Linked DNA regions of Arachis hypogaea: all the other regions are linked to region 1. Evidence: chromatin contacts called from public Hi-C data. All regions are on one chromosome and are shown on one strand. Each heading gives the region's core, a stretch centred on a gene start, on an enhancer-like site or on the middle of the called end of the contact. The rest is flanking DNA. Distances are from core to core; before and after follow the strand shown. Region 1 holds the start of LOC112777525. Region 2 holds the start of LOC112775824 (nuclear pore complex protein NUP98A). Region 3 holds the start of LOC112775088 (granule-bound starch synthase 1, chloroplastic/amyloplastic).

The links. Hi-C and Micro-C count contacts between places; a contact is called where the count stands out from the background.
Region 2: a Hi-C map of leaf shows a contact between it and region 1, with 4 times the contacts expected there. The contact joins the promoter of LOC112775824 here to the promoter of LOC112777525 in region 1. A contact is called at or near these places in 3 of 8 Hi-C or Micro-C datasets (leaf and an unstated tissue).
Region 3: a Hi-C map of leaf shows a contact between it and region 1, with 5 times the contacts expected there. The contact joins the promoter of LOC112775088 here to the promoter of LOC112777525 in region 1. A contact is called at or near these places in 3 of 8 Hi-C or Micro-C datasets (leaf and an unstated tissue).

Annotation. Positions count from the first base shown.
Region 1 is chr19:98,021,699-98,025,574 of arahy.Tifrunner.gnm2.J5K5, forward strand. It overlaps LOC112777525, which reads left to right and starts at 1,310. Exons shown (of 7, transcript XM_025821912.3): 1 at 1,310-1,879; 2 at 1,995-2,184; 3 at 2,381-2,557; 4 at 2,670-2,753; 5 at 3,297-3,378. The coding sequence starts at 1,617.
Region 2 is chr19:97,856,589-97,860,118 of arahy.Tifrunner.gnm2.J5K5, forward strand. It overlaps LOC112775824 (nuclear pore complex protein NUP98A), which reads right to left and starts at 1,361. Exons shown (of 13, transcript XM_025819708.3): 1 at 858-1,361.
Region 3 is chr19:98,211,279-98,215,014 of arahy.Tifrunner.gnm2.J5K5, forward strand. It overlaps LOC112775088 (granule-bound starch synthase 1, chloroplastic/amyloplastic), which reads left to right and starts at 2,361. Exons shown (of 14, transcript XM_025818555.3): 1 at 2,361-2,727; 2 at 3,441-3,736. The coding sequence starts at 3,495.

The sequences.
Region 1 (3,876 bases), core at 60-2,559:
GATGAAGAGGAGGGAGAAGAAGAGTTTTGAATTATGCAAAATTTATCAGCACACATACACAAAAAATTCTTAAAGAATACACCCAAATATCTTCGTGTTACACCCAAATTTACTGCAAATACAGAAAAATATTTTCTTTAATAGCGAACTTTTACATTACATTCAATTCAAATAATCAACGATGAAACAGTATTCACCTACAGAATCATAAACTACTAACGAAAAAATTAACTAGAATCGAACCACATCTCAGCTACTTGATTGGATTCAAAACAATAATCAATTTCGTTTTGGTTCAATTAATAATCTGAAGTTGAGTTATTCATTATCTTCAACAACGAGATAAGGAGGAGAAGGAGGAAAAGGAAAGAGGAGAAGAAATTTCAATGAAAAAGAAGGAGGAAGAGGAGGAGGAGGAGGAGGTGATGGTGTTGGTGACGACGATAACGAAAGAGAAGAAGAAGAACGTGCAGTAATGGCACGAAGAAGAACATGCACGCATTGATTGAAATTTGTTAAATTAAGAAGCGCGTGAAATATGCGTGCGTAAGACGTGCATGTGAGAATAATTTAGGGAAAAATGACTTATATGAACTTGTATAGTAAAATAGCTTGTATGTGGAGAATAATTGATATACATATTTATTAAAATATTTTTAGTTATTAAAAAAATATTATTAAGGTTTTAATTTTTATTTCTCTTATGTTTTTATTTTTTTGAGATATTAAAAAGACTAAAATTGTATTCTAAAATTTTAATTTTAATTTTACTAATTACTAAATATAATACTAAATCTCAATACTCAATTCTTTTAATATTAAATACAATATTAAATCTCAATACTCAATACAAAGGAAAAAGATTTCTAAAATGACAATGTTAGTAAAGTGATAAAGTGATATTTTAATCACTTTTGAATTTATAATATTTATTATCTATGAATACATTGTCTTAATTTAATGGTGATTAATAGTATACTTTTTTCTACAATACAATTTTAGAGGAATTGGGTCCTAATATAAATGGATTTGAATTTTCTAAAGTTTGGATTTCACTTTAAAGAAAAAAGTGTGATCTCTCACTATTGATTTTATAGGTGAGACCAAGAATAAATATAAAAAAGAAACTATTCAAAAGTAGAAGATCACACTTTACTCTTTAAAGTGAAATTCAAACTTTAGAAGATCCGAATGGAATATAAACGCTACTCGAATAATTCTTACAACATTTTTTAATTAAAAAAAGAACTATACACACATATACTGATGTACAAGTGTATATACAGTGTACAAGTAGGTGTGGCCCTACGACAATCCAAATATCACTTCTACCCACCACTTATCGCACAATCCTTATCCGCATTGGTCCACCATCTCGTCTTTTTTTCTGCCCTCTCTCTAGTCTCTCCTCTTCAATCTCTCGACACAATCACATATCTTTTTCCCTCATTCTCATCCCTTTCGCTTTATTTATCTTCTTTCCCACTCAAACCAAAACCCTCCCTCTTTCTCGTTCTCAGCAACCCCCTCCAACTCCAATTAATCGCTGCGCTTTCACGCACACACCTTTTTTATCCGATTAAGAAGAGCGAGGGTATTCTTGTCAATTCACCTGTATGGCGTTGTTTGGGGTTATGGAGATGGCAACAGCTGTCGACATACTGTCCGACCTTGTTGTGTTCATCGCTCCGCTTTGGATTGCCGTTATAGTCGGCGTTGTCCTCGGTTGGGCCTGGAAGCCCAAGTGGGCCGACAACTTGGCTTCCATCGAGCCCACCTCCAACAACTACCTCCCCAAGCTTCGCCTCCCTTCTTGGGCTGCTTTGGGTTCCACCTCTGGTCCCCACACCGACCTTTCTTCCTTCTCCGTTTCCACCAGGTGCGCTTTGAAATTCAGTTGAATTCAGTTATGTTTCTGTTTTTTTTTCCGGTTTCGTTGCTGATTTGTATAACCGTTTTTCGGTTTCTTGCTACTTGCCACGTGGCACACACAGTTCGGGTGCGGGGTCGAGTTCGTTGCAACGGAATGATGGGGAGAACGAGGTTAGTGCTTTGGTGACGGAACAGGACTTGAAGCACTTGAGTATGTTAGTTGAAGAAAAAGATGGTGGACCCGCGTGGATTCAGATGATGGACCGTTCTACCCCTACTATGAGCTACCAAGCTTGGCGTAGGGACCCTGAGGTACTCATTACACACCTTTCAAAATTCGTTATTCTTGTAAATGCAAGAACTGTGGCTGCATCTGAAGTCACAACCACAATCTAAACCACAAATGCTATAGTAACGGTGACCGAATTTTGAGACCAATTGCATTGCATGATACATTCTGGGTGCTGACTTGGTTTTGGATGAATTTGAATGTGTTTGCATTTGTTAGACTGGGCCGCCGCAGTACCGAAGTAGAACCGTGTATGAAGATGCAACTCCTGAGCTGTTGAGGGATTTCTTCTGGGATGACGAGTATCGGTTGAAGTGGGATGACATGCTTATACATGCTTCAACCTTACAAGAGTGCCCTGTTACTGGGACTATGATGGTGCATTGGGTTCGCAAGGTAAGTACTGGACACCGGAGTCAATTCAACTTCCTTTTGGATTTAGATGTTTCTTGCAACTGCCTTTGGCATATTCTCATGTGTTGCGAATTGCAATTCTCGCTTGCTGCAGTTCCCCTTCTTTTGCAGTGATAGAGAATATATCATTGGTAGAAGAATTTGGGATGCTGGACAAGCTTACTACTGCGTAACAAAGGTTTGTAAATGTTTTCTCTGCTGTCTAATAGTGTGAAATGGTGATGGCTTTGTAACGAAGACTTGTGATGTTGCAATTTAGCTTTCAGTTTTTTAGTTGAAAATTTGACTATTATCAAGTTTCTAGGATACTTCAGCTCAAAAGAATCACTGTCTTATTGTCATAAAAAATTTATGTTGATTCATCTTGATTCATCTTGATTATCCATTCTAGAAACATAATTTGTGTCAAAAAAACATACCCTTTTCCTTTCTCTTCCCTTGTCTGCAAATATTTACACACTAGTTTTTTATAGCTTCATCAGTACGGAGAGACTTGAAATCCATGTGACTAGTATTGTGAAGTGTGCTGCCTTATTGTTTACTCAACCTCGTAGCAATATTAAAGTGAAGTTATTGGGATTCAATAAGTCATTTCCCTTGACATGGAATAGCTTGTAGCTAAATATGATAATGATCTTATTCTTAGCTAGATATGATTTCTCATTCTTTTGGGATTGAGAATTTATATTATATTTCTAATCTCTTATATCAATTTGTTTAGGGTGTCCCTTGTCCGTCTATGCCAAGGCACAACAAACCTAAACGAGTTGATCTTTATTATTCAAGCTGGTGCATTCGTCCGGGTAAGAGGAAGCTTAAAGTTTAACTCAAAGTACTTTTTACTTATGTGTGTGTTGCATGTGCTAAGAAATCTTTTGTGTCTAGATAACTACTTATTATTGAATCTATCTGCTGTACTTTCTAAAAAGACAGCCAATACTTTTATATATAGTCTGATCCTTGGATTAAAAAGATTATGTTAGGAGCCCACACATTACTAAAGTACATAGGAGAAAGGATATATTACGAAACAGATATGATGTGAACTAGATAGTAGTGGGGACAGACATATACTTGTATCCAACTTGTTCAGCTGGCAATGGGAATGAGTTATGACTTGTGAGTCTATAACTAGAGAAAGAGAGGTTTATCAAGCTAGAATAGTTATTAGTCTTTTGGGACAGATTGAACCTCTCAAAAGTTGAAGAGTTTCTTTTTCTCTGCATTTTCTTGCATTGCTTTCTCTTCTTTGTCTGAATCAGTGATATCAGTCCAAGGTGTGAATAATATCATCATACACC
Region 2 (3,530 bases), core at 111-2,610, 170 kb before region 1:
GAGTATATGGAGCCGATGGTGTTGGATAAGGAGCAAGTGGAACTGGCATTATAGATTACAATACTTTTAATAAATAAATAAAGAAAAAAAGTATTAAAAGAATTATATATTATCTTTCTCTGCCAAAATCTACAGAGAGGAAAGCAGTTTCTTCCATTTTATTTTGTTTCAACTCCTGAAAAGTGAGGAAACGAACAGCATTTTCCTTGTAGTGATAAATTAATACTCGTTAATAAACCCCATTGTCAATTGGCTCAAAAAGCTTTTCACCCGTATCAAAAACTGAGGAATACAGGACAAAACAAACACCTTTGAGTTTTACTGCCCACTAAACATGTAAAACTTGAAAACATGAAAAGGATTTACTAATCTAGAATCATCAAATTAACACCAACACTCTCCAAAATTGTGCTTTTCTGACTGATAAAGGAATTATTACATCTACCTTCACAAATCAAATTTCACTAACATAGTAATAAACAAATCAAATACTACCATAAACTACATCATATGTCATATATTTCATTGCTTTCGATAAAAATCATCAACATATATATTACCAAATATGACATACCTATTTGACAAAATTTTTCAAACCTAACACAAACCCTCATGCCAATAACTCACAGCACAAACAGAGTTCATCAAAAAAATAAATACATAAAAATAAAACATAAAAATCTAAACATAAAACAATGTCAAACCACATGTTCTAGCAGAAGCACTAACAGTTTAAAAGGAAAAAAAAAAATTATCAAAGAGAAACATAGATGAATACCTAGATTTCTAAGATGTCAAGCAATTATAGATACATAAATACATTAAAATACTGAGGTATCCTTAACCCAAATCCTTACCTGAAGAAGAAGATCTTGTGCTTGAAAAAGATGAACAAGGTTGCAGAATACAAATTAAACTCTCTCTGGGGTTATTGCTGAGACGTGAGGAGAGAGAGAGAGAGAGAGAGAGGCGAGGGAGGCGCGGCGACAACACGAGCAGGAAGCACAGCTCGAGCAGACGGAAACGACGTGACAAAACGACGGAAACTTTAAAAAAAAACGGAGGCGTTCTTAAACAAAAAAAAAAAAAAAGATGGCGCAACGAAAGAGAGAAAAACTTACAGTGATATTGTTGGGAAATGGATCTTGGTTCCGAAGAGTGGGAACGGTGGTGGATTAGGGGAGAGAGAGAGGAGGAGAGAGAGAGAGAGAAATGGGGGTTTGGGTCACAGTGACAGAGAGAATGGGGATTGTATGACTAATAGTAATAAGTGCTGCATCATAGCGTTAAAATTCCGTCCTAAACAGAAAAAAAAAATTGGAAATATAGCGTTAAAATCACGAAGGTAAACCATCTTCTACGAGTATGGCAGGAAATCATTTATTTATTTTATTTAGCTTGAAATTTTTATGTTTTATTTATTTTTCTCTAATATTATCTTTTCATTTTGTTATTTTTTATATGGATAATTAAAATTGAAAAAAAGATAACCTGTTAATTAGGCTACAATATTATTTTTAAAAATTAAAAACTGAGCTACATACATTTTTACAAAAAGAAAAATAAAAAAGTTAAAACCAATGATTTATTATTTTATCTATTATTTTTATATTTTAGTAGCATTAGCATTTCCCTGAACACCAATTGCCTTTTTTGGGGAAAAAAAACGCAATGTTAATTTTAAATATTTAATATTTTCAAAATGTTTCAATTTTATTCTATTGGTATATAGTATACGAAAAATTTAGAGTAAATTACTATTTGTATCCAGAAAAGTTAAAAACGCTGACATATCTACCCATAAAAAAAAAGAAATTACTATTTGTACCCATGAAATATGGATTTTGCACAACAAAATTATTCAAACACTAACAAATCACCTAAAATCTCTAAATTACCCTTATCTTCACCACCATTTTTCTAATCTCAAATCTCACTACTACCCAAACACTTCTTCACCACCATTAACACCATCACCGTCACCACCACCGCCATCACCACCTCTACTACTCTTGGACCGGTTCTCAACCTTCATCTAAAAGTTCAAAACTTCACCCCATCATAAAACACCCAATTCAGCCAACTTAAGCACATGCCAGAGTTTGAATACACAAAATCTAGAGACTAGAGTTAGAATTCACAGCCTCAATTGGTGTAACAATGGTGGAGATATCCAATTTTCCATTAAACCCAAAGCCCGCAAAAGAAGAAACTCTGCAATCTCAGATGCAGAAATCTATACCCAACCCTAAAAACGTACGAACAATTAAACCCGACTTCAAGTGCCTCATCCTCAACCTCACAGTTCTCTTTTCATTTATTCTAGGTTTTCCTGTTCCTATGAAAATCCATCGAAATCTACCGCGCTCCACTCCCCTTCGGCCGAATTGAATTCTTCTCCTTGCAACTGGAGTCCAATCCCTTACTTCCCCTGCTGATTTCGAGCCATATTCGTCGGCGTCAAGGCTTGGTCAGATCCTGGCAGCGAACATGAGAGCAAACAGCAAAGCGGCAGAGAGAACCCCAGCGCGGTAGAGAGGGCAGCTTGTGTGGAAACGAAGCCAAGTATCGATGCAATCAACATGGAAGGTTTGTGAGCAAAGAGGCAAGGTTTGAACATAATCATCTTCTTCGAATTCGAAGCAGCAAATGACACCGTTGTGGTGTGAAGATGAACGGCGAGAAATGTCATTGAGTTCCCTAGTGTGTATAGGGCAGTATAAAAGGAGAAAGGGATGGTTTTGATGGTGATGACGTTAGTGGTGGTGGTTGTTGGGGATGAGAGTGGCGGTAAAGAAGGATTTGGGTGAGAATGGCATAGTTGTCAGAACCGAACCGGTCAAGCTACTGGATTACTGGGTCATTGGTTCAACCGGTGGATCACTGGTTGAACCGGTTAACCCAGTCCTATGTAAATAAAAAATAAAAAATAGTAAAAAATTTAAAGTTAAAATTTAAAATACATATTTTTACTAATATTTTAAGAATATTCAGCTATTCTAAAATAATATGAAACAAAAATAATAAGTATTTTGTTAATTTTACTCTATCATAAATATTTTATTTTATTTTTATATTAAAATAATAATTATTTTCAAATTTTAATAATTTACTAATAAATTTATATCTATTATACTATTATATGCTACAAGTATTTATTAAAAAATAATATTAATAGATATTATATAATTATGAAAAGAAAAAAATAAGTGAATTTATAATTATTGTTAAATAAAAATATAATTAATTTAAAAATAAATGAGTTTATAACTAAAATTAAAATAAATTAAATAGAAGTAAATATATTTAATTAAAGATATCTATATCTATATATATAATAATTTGTAAACATATTAATTGGAATTGTGATAGCCTGGTGGCCATAACTTACTCCTTTTTCATTGAGGACAGGGGTTCGAATCTCACCCCACCCATTTTGAAAAATTTTAATTTCCAACGGTTCGGTTGGACCTATTTTACCGTGTTTGACTGGTTTACTCCGGGTTTGATCGGTTCACACCGATTCTCTT
Region 3 (3,736 bases), core at 1,111-3,610, 190 kb after region 1:
TAATATAGTTTAATAGTCACAGTTTTTTAAACAAAACTTATATTTAAAATTGTGACCTTTGATGATTATTATTTACTTTTTATAAATTCTGTGGATTTTTTTTAAATGTCACGGTTTTATAGATTAAAAATCGTCACAATTTTTAAATGTGAGATGAACAACTGTGATTTAAAGAAAAAAAATGTTGCAATACATAGCAATCACTCCGTTAGAATCTTTACTACATCAGGTAAAACACATACATAAATCAAACACATAGTAATATTACACAAAAATTCTAAAACAAATAATGTTATATGTATATTTTCATTCATATATCTATGTAAATCGAATTTATTGAATTCGAATTAGATCTTCTAAAACTAAATCGAATTAAACATATTCGAATTAATAGTATTTTATATATCCACATAAATCGAATTCATTGAATTCGATTTATCCATTATAGTGCTAAATTGAATCTAGTTGATTCGATTTATTAGTACATTAAATATATATAAATCGAATCTAGTTTATTCGATTTACTACTGCATAGCACATATATAGTAAATCGAATCTGCTTGATTCGATTTACTACCTGTATAGATTATTGACATTTACTACTTTTAAGTTAATTGTTATTAACTTTAAAATATAAATTTCAATAAGGAAAACATAAATGTCAATAAGAAAATACACCCATTTGAATTCAAATAAAAAAAAAAAAAAATCAAAACGAATAAGAATAGAAATTTAACTTTTTTGTTTTAATTCAAATTCCAAAAGATCTATATTTTTATAAACTTATGAATTTAAAACGAAACAATAAATAATTTTTAAAAATTTTGCTAAAAATCATCTTTTGACTCATTAGCATCTAAAGAATCATTATCGAGACTTTTGATGATGAAAAAGTTAATATAAAATATAGCCTTCTGAAGTACTATAGGAGTTAAAATTTGAACTTTTTGTCAGAGTCAGAAGTAATAAATAGTTATACATTATAAAATGACCAACTATATTTATACAATATGTAATTTGAGAAATAATTAAAATACTATATTAATTAAATTATCATTTCAAATGAAATTAAGTATAGAATGTATTGTTTTGGTGCATTTAATTATCATTTTCCAAATTAAATGATAATTTAATTAATATAGTATTTTAATTATTTCTCAAATTACATATTATATAAATATAGTTAGTCATTTTATAATGTATAACTATCTGTCACTTTTGATTGTGAAAAAATTCAAGTTTTAACTCTTATTCAAATGTCTTGGTAATAATTCTTTGGATGCTAATGAGTCAAAGGATGATTTTTAATAAATTTTTAAAAATTATTTATTGTTCCGTTTTAAATTAACAAATTTATAAAAATGTAGATTTTTTTAGAGTTCAAACTAAAACACAAAAGTTGAATTTCTATTCTTATTCGTTTTGATTTTTTTGATATTTTATTTAAATTCAAATGGTAGTATTTTCTTATTGACATTTATGATAAATAAACAATTAATTTTACAGTAATAAATATCAATAATCTGTACAGGTAGTAAATCAAATCAAATAAATTCGATTTATATATATATATAGCGTATTAGTAATAAATCGAATCAAAGTATTATAATGAATAATTTAAATTTAATGAATTTGATTTATGTTGATATATGAAATACTACCAATTTAAATCTGTTTAATTTGATTTAGTACTAAAAAGACAAATTTAAATTCAATGAATTCGATTTATATATAAATAAAAATATACATATAACATTATTTATTTTAAAATTTTTGTATAATATTAATATGTGTTTGGTTTATGCATATATTTTACCCTAATAATTCACAACGTTTGAGTTTTTACTTCAATGGTGCCAAGTTACTTACAATTTCGTAGACTAGACTAGAAGGTGGGCCTACTCAGTTGTCTGATAGTTGATGATGGATCTGCATGACTGTATGGATTGCTGGGTCGTTTGTCCCCTTTCTCCCCCACTTGATTCTTAACAGTTACTCTAATATTTAACACAGAAAGCTACTTGTATATATTGGAAAACGTGTTCCAAAAATACAATTTAAAACTATTATAAGTAGCATGTTTGAGTAGAAAATATAAATTAATTATAAATTTATAAATTTTTATGTATTAAATGTGTTAAAATAATTAAATTTCTTTTATTTTTAAATCACTATTCTTCAGACAATTTATTTAAGTATTAGATGGAACGGATGTATATCTCATGAAATTTTAAATATGTGTTAATAGAAATGAATATTATTATTTAATAGTATTTAATAAAATTCTCTTTAGTGGTTAGTACTATTCAATGGAATGAATAATCACATAAATAGAATAATATTTGGGCCGTTGGTTCCCTCAATTTAATAAAATTCAAGAGCCACATAATTAAGCCCACACCACAATCAACAAAATATTTTCTTATATAATTTGTGCTAACACGAATAGTAAGTGATGATTCATTACTGTCCTCAAAGTGCAAAAATTTCCTTCGCATATTCAGCATATTCATAAGAATCCCATGACGTCCATGGCCCCACAAAACTATCATCTTGAGGCTCGTATGATGAAATCTGTCAGTCTCTGCCACGTGTCACCATATCGTAGGCAGAGATAGTAGGCACTAGGCACCCTTCAGCTACAAATGCAACACCAGAGGTCTTTGTTAATGGCAGCCACCAACACACTTACACACACACTCAATAGTCATCACTCTTCCCTTACCGGTAAATAACACTAACCGTTTTTTCTTTTTATTTTTTTTTCCCTTTAAAAATTTGTTCGAATGATTCAAAGTACACATCATCACTGGATCCAGATTTTTCGCCTCACTGTCGCCTACTTTTTAGGGTTCTTGCATTTTAGCTTATTATAAGACTCAAATCTAATTGTTTAATTCAGCAACTTGCATAACTTGATTCATGCCAAGCTTTTCTCTAATTTGTGTATTCTTTAGTGTATAGTCTTACATACGCTATAGAACTCACGGTACTTATAATCACTGTTATAGAGCTGGCTTCACTTTATTGATGCTCTGCTCATGTAAGGCCATGATTTAGTTTGATTTCTGGGCTTTACTACTCTTCCCTCTGTTCTGCAATATCTGTTATTCGGAAATTTACAACTTTTATGACACTTTTTTTTAATGTATCGAATTTTCAAAGTGATTATTATGGAACAGAGGGAGTATTAATAAGTTATCTGAAATTTTCATTCATATCCTTGAAACTAGGCAAATTTTGCCATCAAATGCTTGAATAGAAAATCATTAACCTGTGATTTCTAAGTAGATCCTTGATAATGCATGAGAAGTTTCGTTGGGTAGTTTTGTGGAACTAATCCAATATTTGATGTAATCAAGTTAGTTTACATTTTTATGGTTAAATTGTATCTTTCAAATCTTTGTTGATTAGAAATGGTTTTGGCGTGTGACATGCAGAAGAAGGGGCTATTGAGCTGCTTTTATATTTTGAGGGACAAAGATAAATAAGCTATGGCAACTGTGACAGCCCCTTATGTGGTGTCAAGAACCGGGTGCCTCAACCACCATGGAAGCGCTAGAACCGAGGCGAAGGCGGGATCACCACTGGTGAGCCTGAACAGCCAGGGAATGACCTATGATGGGTTGAAATCCATGAACAAGCTCAACATGAAGACCACACATGCAACAAATATCTCTGTCTCCGTGAGGAGCAAGAAGAGTGGCAGTGACAGGAGTGTGGGGAAGATTGTGTG